Linked DNA regions of Gossypium hirsutum: regions 1 and 3 are each linked to region 2. A link is a contact called in public Hi-C data. All regions are on one chromosome and are shown on one strand. The core of a region is the stretch at or near the end of the contact, and the rest is flanking DNA. Distances in the headings are between cores, read along the strand shown. Region 1 overlaps LOC107922585. Region 2 holds the start of LOC107922304 (probable LRR receptor-like serine/threonine-protein kinase At2g16250). Region 3 overlaps LOC121213918 (a long non-coding RNA gene).

What was found. A called contact is a pair of places that touch in the nucleus more often than the background predicts.
Region 1: a contact with region 2 is called in a Hi-C map of leaf, with 4 times the contacts expected there. The contact joins the enhancer-like site here to the promoter of LOC107922304 in region 2. A contact is called at or near these places in 6 of 34 Hi-C or Micro-C datasets (callus, hypocotyl and leaf).
Region 3: a contact with region 2 is called in a Hi-C map of leaf, with 2.3 times the contacts expected there. The contact joins the enhancer-like site here to the promoter of LOC107922304 in region 2. A contact is called at or near these places in 4 of 34 Hi-C or Micro-C datasets (hypocotyl and leaf).

The regions. Positions count from the first base shown.
Region 1 is chrD01:19,278,186-19,282,321 of Gossypium_hirsutum_v2.1, forward strand. It overlaps LOC107922585, which reads left to right. Exons shown (of 4, transcript XR_001691346.2): 4 at 1,455-1,864. Among protein-coding and RNA genes, the nearest start is that of LOC107922585, 4.8 kb to the left of the region's middle. Within about 2 kb of position 2,051, at least 1 of the 9 cell types and tissues checked has an H3K27ac peak or open chromatin away from gene starts, as enhancers often do. A contact at or near this core is called in leaf, where this site is marked.
Region 2 is chrD01:19,348,604-19,352,711 of Gossypium_hirsutum_v2.1, forward strand. LOC107922304 (probable LRR receptor-like serine/threonine-protein kinase At2g16250) reads left to right here and starts at 1,490. Exons shown (of 5, transcript XM_041087259.1): 1 at 1,490-2,127; 2 at 2,351-4,108. The coding sequence starts at 2,410.
Region 3 is chrD01:19,222,779-19,227,555 of Gossypium_hirsutum_v2.1, forward strand. It overlaps LOC121213918 (a long non-coding RNA gene), which reads right to left. Exons shown (of 3, transcript XR_005909425.1): 1 at 4,380-4,777; 2 at 3,448-3,514; 3 at 2,972-3,282. Among protein-coding and RNA genes, the nearest start is that of LOC121213918, 2.9 kb to the right of the region's middle. Within about 2 kb of position 1,298, at least 2 of the 9 cell types and tissues checked have an H3K27ac peak or open chromatin away from gene starts, as enhancers often do. A contact at or near this core is called in hypocotyl and leaf, where this site is marked.

The sequences.
Region 1 (4,136 bases), core at 801-3,300, 70 kb before region 2:
ATGTGATTATTTGTTCTTTTATGGGTCGCTAGTTAATACTTTAACCTTAACATACTTTGAATGTTCAAAGTAGCGATGTTTAGTTGTCTTCCTGTTCATGGCTGTTGTATTTGTATAGTTCTTCCAGATAATGTTAAATAAATTTAGTGACATCAAGAACTGGTCATTTTGATATAAGCTGGCTGCAAGTTTATGCCTTTGTATGTGTTCCAGTAAAAATTGGACAAAAATGTATGACCCGATTCATTACTGCTCTATAAAATGACAAAATAATATTTACAATTTTACAAAATATAAAATTATAACTTAGTTTTCTAACAATATTTTGTAAATAGAAAATATAAAATGTATGACCCGATTCAATAATGTAGAAATTTGGTTGGTAGATTTTTTACAATTTTTCAATTAGATATATGCTAATGTATTTCCAAGTAACTTTCTCTAATATGTAATGACAAAAATGGAAGCAATATCGTTAGATATATGCTATTTTTGCCTTTGAAGCCTAACATGTGATCACAAATATCTAATCCAAAGATTTTGAAATGCATGATGGTATCTATTCTTCCACTTCTTGGATTTTCTCATTTTTTATTCGATTTATTACTTTAAAAATATAAGAGATGTGATGAAATGCATTTTGTAGTTGTCCTTGTTTATAAAAGTTTGTAATGCCTTATACATGTTGGAAAGGATCAGGTTAATTCTCACATGCTTGTTATAGTCAAGTACCTTTTTCATTCTCTTCTTAATTTGACACCCATCTCTTAATATGTTAATCATAAATGGTAATTGTAAATTGTGTGAAGTTCAAATTACTAATTAGTAATTGGCCTTTGTATGTGAACTGTCCTTTCGGATCTGCACTTTATTGTATGTTTAAATATTATAGACGTTCAAATTACTAATTAGTAATTGGCCTTAGTATGTTCAAATTACTATAGACGTCAGGTGGTCATATTCATTTTCTTTGATATTTTGTTTTGCTTTTCCAGTATTTTTCCTCTTTATTTTGATTTTAATTTTTTTTTCATATTTGAAGAATCTTCGATTGTTTTCTATATACTCATTTCTTGATCGGAGTTTGGCTTTAATTTATGCCAGTTTGAATGTCCCAGCAGTACTGTGGCTTGTGGTTTTTCATAATTTTATTGTTATAACTCTTCTTCTAATTTCTTTAAAAAATAAAAGAAATGTATAGTATATTTTAGTCACTGATATTTTGTTTGAAAATTTATCTAATCTCCTTTGTACTTAAGTTTCTTTACTATGCTGCTATGTTTTATTTGGTACTCAATAAAAACCCTAGATAGTTGGCTATGAATTTTCCTGCTTTTTTTTTCTCAGCATCTAAAAGTATAGTTCTTTTTTTTTATCATTTATTTTAAGTGAACGATTGTAGTAGAAGATCTCATGGGAACTTAGTTTAATTGATGAATGCTACTGTGGTATAGCAACAGAAATTGTGAGAGCGAAGGAGGGGGAAAGAAGATGAAAGCAAAAAGGGAACTTGGTGATAGTGTAGACGGGGAACGGGATTTAAAATGGCAGAGGGTTGTGGATTCACCATCTTCACCTCTTGAAGAGTCACTTGTGCCTTATAATGATGATGAAGATGATGAAAGGAGAGCATTGAATCACATAGGCAGCAGAGAAGATGGTCACAGAGTTGAAAGTGAAGAAGAAGATGATGAAGATGAAGATGATCCATATCCCTGAAGTTGATTACTGTACATTATGAACTTGTGCATTTTTTTTTTGCAATCAATTAGTTGCACTATTTGAACTTGTAATTTTGCAATTTGAATATTAACATGATTTTTCAATATTTTGATTAAAAAAATTAATTTATTATATGATTAAATATTATCTTTTTCACTAAAAGTATATATTTAATACTAATTAATTTTTTATATCAATAATGTTTGATTTTAATATTTAATAGTACTTTTAGCGGCGTTTGTAATCAAAGCATCGCTAAAGGTCTTGAGCTATAGCGGCGTTTGTGGGAAAAACGTCGCTATAGGTCTGGGTCTTTAGCGGCATTTATGAAAAAAGCGCCGCTAAAGGTCCTGGTCTTTAGCGGCACTTGTGGGAAAATCGTCGCTAAAGGTCTTGGTCTTTAGCGGCGTTTGTGGGAAAAGCGTCACTATATGTGTTGGTCTTTAGCGGCGTTTATGGGAAAAGTGCCGCTAAAGGTCCTGGTCTTTAGCGGCGTTTGTGGGAAAAGCGCCGCTAAAGTTAGTGACGTGGTCTTTAGCGGCGTTTTTTCCGGCGCTTCTCAAAGCGCCGCTAAAGGCTTAAAAAAGCGCTGCTAAAAGCCTGTTTTGGTGTAGTGATCTGTCTATGAAAAGTTTCAAAATTGTCATTCAACTATTCAAATTTGTCTTTTTTTTTTGTTACATATAACAAAATTCAAGATAATTGGGTAACAAAAAAAGTACTAATAGTTAAGTGATCATTTTGTAAGTTTTTATAATTCGATAGCCAAAAAAATCATAGTTAAGTGACTGCTAATGTAATTTAATCTAAATATGAAAATATGAAAAATAATTACTATATTTTATGTATATTATATTTTATAAAAAAACTTATTTGACATAATTATATGCTATTTTTAAATAGATTATCTATCTAGTCAAAGTACATCTTAAATAAATTCATTAGCATTCATTAGGTGATGGAAATTAAATTAAAATTAAGATTAAAAAAATAATGAGTATAGTAAAAAATTTAAAAAATAAATATTTAAAAAAAGAGATATCAATTTTTTAAAATTACAAAAAAATACTATCTGTGGTTATGATCGATTCGATAGAAAGGAGGGAATAGTATATATATTTCGTTGGGGTTTTCTTGGAAAAAATCGTCGCATCTTTCTTCGATTCCTTATGAAAGATATTCAGTCCATCAGAATAGAAGTTAAAAAGGGTATTTATGCTCGTCTTTCCCTTTATATGGAAATCAGATGCCAGGGGTTGTTCCCTTGACTCATACTAATGAGAATTTGACTTCACACGAAATTGAACAAAAAGATGTTGAATTGTCCTATTTTTTGCCTGTATCGATTGAAGTCTTTTGAAATGAATTGCAGAATAAAAGCTTTCTCGCCGGGAGGAAAAAGCTCAATCCAAGAATTCTCTTTTTTCTATGGCAGAACTGAACTGAAGTTTCTTCGAAATGCCCATTCAAACCAAAACAAACGTATACAGAAGAGTTAAAACATAAAAAATCTGTTTTTTTTCACAAAAATTATTTTTTATGCGTCTGTAAATGTAAAACCGCTGAACTTACCAAATACTCACCATTTATTTATTAATCAAATATTCTTAACATAAAATAAAATTAAAAAAATTAAAAGTATAACTTCTAAATCGAAATAATGGAAAAATTATTTTAAACAATAGAATTGCATGGATATTAACTTCAAACATTTAAAATTGAATAGAAGATTACTACATGTACAAGTTTCATATGTGCAATTGTTCTTCTTTTTCTTTTTTTATTATGGTCATTTTGTATACACTAACAATTCTAAAATGCAACAAGATTAAAGATCTTAGAAGGTAATTTTATAATATGAGAAAAAGTTAGCAAAATGTAAAAAATAGAAATTATTTTGTAAAAAAATTATAAAATATAATGTAGCCTTTAATCTTATGTTGTTAGTTAAAAGCGGAAGGAATCCCACATTGTCCAGGAACAAGCTGCAAACCTATTCCTGAGTCTATATAGACACATATCTCACATCCCACATTGTTTAAGAAAACAAGGAAAATGAGACTTTAGGTCTATATAAAGATCTATTTTGTAAGTTTTATTTTCACGTGGCACCAAAAAATTTTAAAAAATATAGTGTTGCCACTTTGGGTCTATATAAAGGCGCATTTTTTTTAAATTTTTAAAAAATTAGCTTATTTTTGTAAATCTTTTTAAAAATGACATTTTTTTTGGAAATTTAGTTATTGACCGTTGGAACACGGGTAGAGTGCTGACCTGGAAGCGCTTTAGTAAAACACGCTAGCTTGTACGTGTTTTATACGTCAAAGGGGAAAAAAGCGCTGAGCTAGATGGGTCTTTTTTGGTTTTTCCCTGAAAATAATATTAGCTCAGCGCATTTTACAAAAATTGGGTCA
Region 2 (4,108 bases), core at 240-2,739:
AAGCAATCTTCCATGAATTTTATGTACATATCTCACTAAGTTCTTCTGAACTTATAAAATTATTGATTGGGTATAGGATAGATAATGACTTGAAAATAAAGAGGAGGGACTAAGCCAAACCCCACCAGAGTTAGAGGTGGGAGTGATAGCTATTTCATATATAGAGAGGGGTTTCCTTGGAGGCCACGCCTCAGGATTTAAGTGATTGTGTTAGTAACTGAGTCTTAATTTGAAACTTATAAATGGATGTGGGAATCGAAATTGTAAAAATTATCGCCAGTTTTGTACGGATCTTAATAGTTTGGTTTTGAAATTTAAGTTGTTCAAGTATGAAACGAATGTAGAATTTTAAATAGTGTTGAGTTATTGGGTTATTGTCTCATCTTGTACCTGGACCTGATGATTGGGTCGGGTATTAGGTGTTACAGCCTTGCTTGACACTTCTCCACACTATGGACTCGTCGCCAAGGATAAAGACACAATTCAATGTCAATTTCCTCGAATCTCAACACGTTTTAAAATCAGAGTCTATATATCTGATAGGAGTTAAATCCCCTCTGAAATATACAAGCATGTAATCCTTAGTTCTCCATAAATACTTGAGTATATGCTTAATTTTTTGCGCGTGTTTTGGATCGGGATTCACTTGATATTGACTTACCATTGTTACTACATAACAAACATCTAGACGTGGGTATAATAGCATAACATACATGAGATTTCCTACTGCCAATGCCATAAAGCATAAGGAACTTTTCTCTTATGTTCTCTTTCTTTTGCTACCTTGAGATAGTCTTCTAAAGAAAAAATCAAATCTCAAAACAAAAGGTTATGATCCCTTTTTTGAATTGATCATTGTAAAACGTTTCAATAGCTTGTCTATTTATGAACCTTGCGATAAAGCTATCACTTTATTCTTTCTATCCCTAAGTATTCAAATTCCTAGAACATAGTTAGATTCACCTAAATCTTTCATACTAAATTGTTGGGTTAACCACAATCCGATGACAATTTATCTACAACATTCCAATGAGTAGAATGTCATCGACATACAGAATTAGAAAAACTAGCTTTCCATCCACAATACGTTTATAAACACAAATTTCATCAATGTTTTGCTCAAAATCAAAAGTTTGATCGCTTGATTTAATTTAATGAATTATATCAAGGTTAATAAATTTAAAATGATTACTTTTAATTGGATTTAATTTTAATTTTTTAATGAAAGAAGTTAAATATATTTGATTTAATTTTATTTTTTATTTTTTGTAATTAAAAGTGAAAAAATAAACAAATAAAGAGACAATTATAAGTGAAACTCTCTTCAAATAGGATGGGTAAGTGAAAGAAAAAACTTAAAATCTAAATGGCTCGAGTGTGAAAATTATCCAACTTCAAATATCATATAATTGGAAAAAGAAATAAGAATAGTTGATGAAGGTAGAGTAATAATAAAGCACAAATTTCATCAGGTAAATGTCGCTGAAGAAGACTTTTAAGACTTGATCCATATATCCCCACTCTATTTGCCACTTACAACACTTTGTATTTTGATTGATTATGATGTGAAAACGAAAGGATTCACCCTTTTTTATTTTATTATTCCATATTGTTGTTGGGTATAGGCTGAGTGGGTTTTCAGGATCAAGATTCCACCTTTTCTTTTTTTAAGGTATAATAATTTATTTGAACAATTTTAGTTAATTTTTTACAAAATTTGAGTGGAAAAAAAGAATTCCAAGTCAATGAAGCATAAAACTCCATATCACCATTGATGCTCTGAGTGAGTAGTAATAATCAAATTGAAAGGTTTAGAGTCTTTTGAGTTTGTTGAAATGGTAGGTTCACTAAATAGCTCCGGTGGATAGTAAAGTAAAACTGTATTTGCAGAAAGCCCTGCGGTTGGGCAAACAAACCCTTCCCTCATTTTTTTGCTTTCATCTCATTAATGTCACCTGACCCTCCCTTCCCTTAAAACCCCGTGCCATCATTCATTTTTTCTTTGAATTTCTTTTGGATTTAATACATCAAGTTCTATTTGATTTTTCTTTTATTTGTATAAATTATTATTAATTCGGGATCGGCGGTAAACAACATCGAATGCAGAATCAAAGCTCGTGATTGGTGGTAAGAATTTACCAAGAATAAGAATTTTTTTTAATTTTTTCTCTCTCTATTTTTGAGTAATAGTTATTACTTAATAACCCCCCCCTCTTTTTTTCTTTAATTTTACTTTCTGTAAATCAAGTAAGAACATAAAATGCACAGATTAGTAAGAGAAAGAGAGCTCTCTGATAGTAATGGTAATGGTAAACATACGAAACTAACAGATTTTTATTTTGTTAGGAAGAAGATGAGTTAGACACTTAGCCGCCATTGAAGTTCATCAGCATCAGCTTCGCATTATCAATGGAAGCTCAAAGAAATGCGTTATCAATATTCTTGTTAGCTGTAATCTTGTTCTTGATCCAGTGCGTGGTAGCTCAGAAAGCTCGGTTAAGTTCTCCAATCGAACGGCGGGCATTGCTGGATCTCCGCGCATCTTTAGGTCTCCGAGGCAAAGATTGGCCCATCAAGTCCGACCCCTGCTCGTCGTGGCTCGGTATCGAATGTCGGAACGGCTCCGTCTCCAAAATCAGTGTTTCCGGTTTAAAAAGAACCAGACTTGGACGACTCAGTCCCAAGTTCAATGTTGATTCTATGGTTAACTTGGCCCGGTTAGTTTCCTTCAATGCCTCTGGGTTCCCGCTTCCCGGGTCAATACCGGATTCGTTCGGAAACCGGTTGGCTAATCTCGAGGTTCTTGATCTCCGCTCATGCAATATCTCCGGTTCAATCCCTGGTACGCTCGGTAACTTGAGTCGACTCACTTCTTTGTATCTTCATGATAACAATCTTGCTGGTTTGATTCCTGCTACATTGGGACTATTAAGGAACTTAAAATTTCTTGATCTTTCGGTTAATTCGCTTACCGGTTCGATTCCCTCAAGTTTTGGGTCTTTTGGAAACATGGAAAGGCTTGAACTTGCTTCAAATTACTTATCTGAGTCAATTCCACCTAGTTTAGGCACTTTACGAGGTCTTCAAGTGTTCAATGTTTCAGATAATAATCTTTCTGGTTCAATTCCTATTCAGTTTGGCAATCTTTCAAGGCTGGTTAAGCTTGATCTTAGTAGGAATTCTTTGTACAGTTCGTTGCCGGAGGAATTAAAGATGTTAAGGAGTTTAAAAATGATGATAATGGAGGATAATGAGCTAGAAGGACGTCTGCCAGTCGATTTGTTTTCAAGTCTTGTTGAGTTGCAAGTTGTGGATTTGAGTAGGAATAAGCTTGATGGTGCTCTTAATGCTACAATTTGGTCAATGCCTAAATTACAGTCCCTTGATGTATCAAGCAACAACTTTACTGGTCCATTTCCGGGTCTTAGATCTAATATTAGTGCTACTACAGCTGCCATGTTCAATCTGTCGAACAATTTCTTTTATGGAACTTTGAATTTTTCACTCGGGATGTTCAGATTCATTGATCTCTCTGGCAACTATTTTGAAGGCAAGGTAGTAGTAAACAACACGAAAAGATACGCTATTATTGACAGGAATTGCCTTCAGGCTTTGAAACAGAGGACTTTGGAGGATTGTAGACTTTTTTACACTGATAGAGGGCTAAGTTTTGATAATTTTGGAGCACCCGACACAATGCAGCCACCTCCTGCAGAATCTAGTTCGGAGAGCAGGAAACGGTTGATATTTATTTTGGCTGGAGTAGTTGGAGGACTTGGCTTCATTGTACTATTGGTTCTGATTCTAGTGCTCGTCTTGAGGCACAATAAGGGCATTGGAAATCAAAGAAGGAATGCAGATGTTGGGCCTGTTCCTGAAGGGGATAGTCCTCAACTTCCGAAAGATCCTACAATAGCTGGTGCTGGAGATCCATTTACATATGAGCAGTTGCTCCTAGCAACTGATAATTTTAGTGAGACGAATCTTATTAAGCAGGGCCACTCAGGTGACCTATTTCGTGGTATCTTGGAAGCTGGGATCCCAGTGGTCATCAAAAGGGTCAGTTTGAGTTCTTTCAAGAAAGAATCATACATGATGGAATTGGATT
Region 3 (4,777 bases), core at 48-2,547, 130 kb before region 2:
TTATAATATATTTTAACTTTAGATTTTTAAATAAATGTCTACTTATGCTGCCTCAACTTAAGTAATGGCATAATTACTTCTTTGATCCCTTTAATTTTTTTCTATTTCATAATTAAACTTTCACAATCAATTTAATTTAGTCCTTTTATCTAATTAACCTTAATTAAGTCAAACTCACCTAATCAAAACCTAATTAACTATGCAACTAGCTTCGTAAATATTTCTGATTTACCGAAACGGAGTCCCAGGAATGTATTTTTTTTAAAAAAGTCACATTTGACTCGTAAATATTAAATAATAATATTTACAAACTTACTCGTCGGATTTAGTGGCCTTGAACCACTATTTCCGACACCACTGAAAATCAGGCTGTTACAGAATTTTCACTTAACATGCTATAGAAAAATGATAATATTATGATAAACAATTGGAGTGCATTTAATATTTTTTATATGATGTATTTATCTATTTCAATTTTCTTTACTCACAAGTTAGACTATTTTTATTTTTATTTTGTACATATTGCATATTTGTTGTTATTATTATTTATTTCTTTTTTAAAACAATTATTATTATTAGCTTCTAACTTTATATTTCATTATTTATTATGTTATTTTTAAACATATCTTATTATTTAAATACGTGATTTTAACACGCGTATATAAAATTTTTAGTATATATTATATACCTTACTTTTTTTACTTAGATTATCACGCAATTTCTAAAATTTTATTACACTCTCCCAAAATCTCAGGTTATCATATTTTAAACATAAAAAAAAATTCTTTTGTTTTTCCCTCTCTCTTTCCCCTCCCTTTTCTTTTCAAAAACCATTAAAACAAACGGGTGTTATGTTTTGAAGGCCATAAATCTACAGTTCTTAATGTATTTTCTTTTCATGTATAGTAAGTTTAGAAATCGAAATATTGAGTTGTCTCCAAGTGGAAGAAAATGTAATGAAAGAAATGAGTGAAAAAGTTAAAAGAAAATAAAATTTAAATATATTTGATTGGAAAAAAAGTGAGAGGATAGTCATTATTAATTCTTCCAAATTAAAATGATGAGAGGAGAGAAAAAAAATAAATGTGTACGTTGGTTTAGAATTATATGTTTTATTTCTTTTGGATAGAAAAATCATATTTTTCATTTCACCATTAATGTTGATATAGTAATATTAGTGAGGGGGAGGGGGGATGGATGTTGAGTCCATTTAGATCATGTAGATGCAGTGCAGCATTTATATAATAAAATCAACAGATTTGGAGAATGATTGCAATGTGATTTTCTTATACCACAACACAGGCCATCAGTTGGGCTACTGAATAAGGCCCAATTCTTTGTATTTTCGTATCTCCGGCTATGCTAGTTTCATCACCCACCCAATATAATAACAGGGTTCATTTTATATACAACTCTCAATTCTCTTGCTTCGCTTAAGTCAACAATTTTTTATCTCCTTCATTTATGGGTTATCTGTATATTTTAAAACATTTTTATTATTTAAATAAAAATTTAAAGGCTCAACAGTGTAAAAAGTTTTCAATTTTTAAAAAGAAAAATCAATTAAGCCTTTATTTTTAAAAAAATTATACTTTAGCCCCTCAAAAATGATAACAATTTGATTTAATCCTCTAAAATTATAAACATATATGCTATTAAAATGAAAAAATTACATTTTTACTATCATAAAAATATATAATTTACTTCCGCTCACCCAAAAAAAATTTTTGGCTTCGCCTTCACCCCCTAAGTTGTCAACTTTAACAACTAAAAAAAGACCCTTTAACTTGACCGTTGAAGTTATAGAAAAATTATAAAATACTTCTTTTGGTACGATAATTTTTATATATATTTTTAAGAATTTTATATTTCTTTACATTTTTTATATTTTTCTTACTACTTTATAAAATTCTATAAATTTTTTTCTATAATACTATATATTTTATATTTTTACTATTTTTATCAATTTTTTCTATTTTTTTTCTAAGTTTTAATAAATTTAAAATATTTTTATATTTTTATTAAAATTTTATATTTTATATTTTTTTTATCATTTTTGCCACATGTCACGCCATGATTGTGACACGTGGTGGCTTAACTGAAAAAATTAAGGGCGGTTAACTGAATTGTCAACAGTTAAAGTTAATGATCAAATGACCTTTTTAATGGTGGATCCAAAAATATAATTTGGGGGGGGGGGGCAGAGGCAAAGTTAGAAATTTTTTTTGGGTGGCTGAAATTAAATTCTATATTTTTATGGTAGTAAAAATGCGACTTTGTCATTTTAATAGCCTATATATTTATAATTTTTAGAGGATTAAATCAAATTTTTATCAATTTAGGAGAGGTGAAAGTGCAATTTTACCATTACTAATTTAAAATTTTCTAAACTATAAAGGGCCTAAATGAAAAATTTTCTATTTCAGGGAGCTGAGGCCACTGCCAGCCACCCCCTAGATACCCCCTTGCCCTTTTTTTTATGCATTTTCACAGTTCAAGTACCCAATTAGTGCAAAAAAAGAGCAGGGGATTAATTACTTTTTTGAAAAAAAAGTTTGAGGACCTTTTTGATACATTTTGGCAGTTCAAATACACAAGTAAGAGAAAAAAATAGGGGCTTAATTGCTTTTTTTGAAAAAGTTTGAGAGCTTTTTTGATATATTTTGAAAGTTTAAATACCCAATTGAGTGAAAAAAATAGGGGCTTAATTGCTTTTTTTGAAAAAGTTTGAGAGCTTTTTTGATATATTTTGAAAGTTTAAATACCCAATTGAGTGAAAAAAATAGGGGCTTAAATGTTTTTTTTAAGGGTTTGAGAGCATTTTACACCCTTAAACCAAATTGAAAATATTTGATAATCATGATCATCAAAAAATTATTTTACACTTGTATGATTTATTTAAATTTTTGATAGGATATTTTTTTATTTATTGGATTAAAACCTTTTATTAGAAAAAAATTATAAACAATATTCTGAACTTTAAAAACTTGCAAAATTGTTTTAAAAATAATATTTTAAAAATTTAAAACTTTTAAAATGAAAAAGTTACACCCCAAATCCGATTGAGACGGTTTGACCCGAATTCGGAACATCACATTAGTCACCAAGGTGACTCTTCGTTTAAAACTTTACGAACCACACCAACCAACCATACACACCACACAATTGCAGAATATTTCATATAGGAAATTAGACCTAAGTGCATGCTTTTCTAAATTAATCATTTCATTCACACAATCAAAAGGTATAAGGCATACCTTGATACTTGACAGTCTCTTTTATCTGCAAAAAAAATGTTAGTTCATTTAATTATCATCAGATTAATCAAGTAATAAAACCACCAAACAACTAGTCAAGCAAGCAATTATAACGTTAAAAAATCCCCCAAAGAAAAACAAACAGTCCGTATTGTCTTCATTTCAGAACTTAAAAGCTCAACACACATACTCAAAGAAAATGTCTTGCAATGGATCACAAATTTGCCAGCGTCCTCGTTAACCCGGGAATCATTTATCTGCAAGGTAAAGTAAAGGGGTGAGTTTGAGAAAGCTCAGTGAATACCCATGCATACAACACAAATATATATACACACCAGACATGTTAGGATTTAAACATATTTTAACAATTCACATATAAAAAATTTTCATACTCAACATAGTGATATATTGACAATTCGTGAATATGAAACATAGTCAAATTATATGCTCATTGGATAAACGGATCTCCAAAACACATCACATGACTCATAAAGTCGTATGCTATTTGTTAAACCAAGCTTTATTTGATAAAAGATTTTGATATAACAAATTGAAGTATTTTTTATTATAAGTTAAAATTAACAAAATAATTTTTAAATTTATAGTCTAAGAGATAAAATTTTGAATACTTACATTAAAATCTTAGAAAATTTTGAAACAATTTTAAAATTAAGTTAAAATGATTTTAGCCTAGCCAAAATGATTTCAACCAAGTTAAAATAATTTTAACATATCAAAGTGATTTTCAAACAAGTCAGAATTGCTCCAGGCCAAAAAGTATCGATACCATTTTGGCCAAGTATCGATAATTTTAAAACTATCGATACCCTTAGAAAAATCGAGACCAAACTTGCATTCTCTTTTAAGAAATCCTAAAAATTATCGATATCATTTTTGAAGTATCGATATTTTCTGAAAATAATCGATACCTTTCTTTAAAACGATACCAAAATAACATTATGTTTCTTACAAACCCTACAAAGTATCGATCTGGTATCGAATCCTTTTTCCAAAAGTACTGATAAAATATTTGTTGGTATCGATTAATAAATTCCAACGATCACTGAATTAGCATTTATTACAAAAAGTATCGATATCCTTTTAGTTGGTATCGCTACTCACAACTGTAGGTGAAATAAATGCTCTGGTTTTACATCCCCAACGGTTATATTCATTACACCAACAACCTCAACGGTTGAAAATCTATTAGGGGGTATAAATACCATCTTCCAAATACCTACAACAACAAGAAAAACACTTTTAAGCAAATATCATCAATCAAATAGCTTTAGAGCTTAATACTTTCATATTTTTCTTTCATACACTTGTGAGCTTTATTTCCATTCTTGTGCTCAAGTGTATTCTATTGTTTTGAGCTTTATTTTTCAAACAATTTAATCTTGTCAGGATTGTTTCTTTGTTTGCTTATTTGTATCTCTTTGAGAGGGTTTGTAACTTGAGATTTGAGGTATAAATCTTAAGGATTTGTAAGGTTAAACCTTGTCCTCAAAGGTTGAACA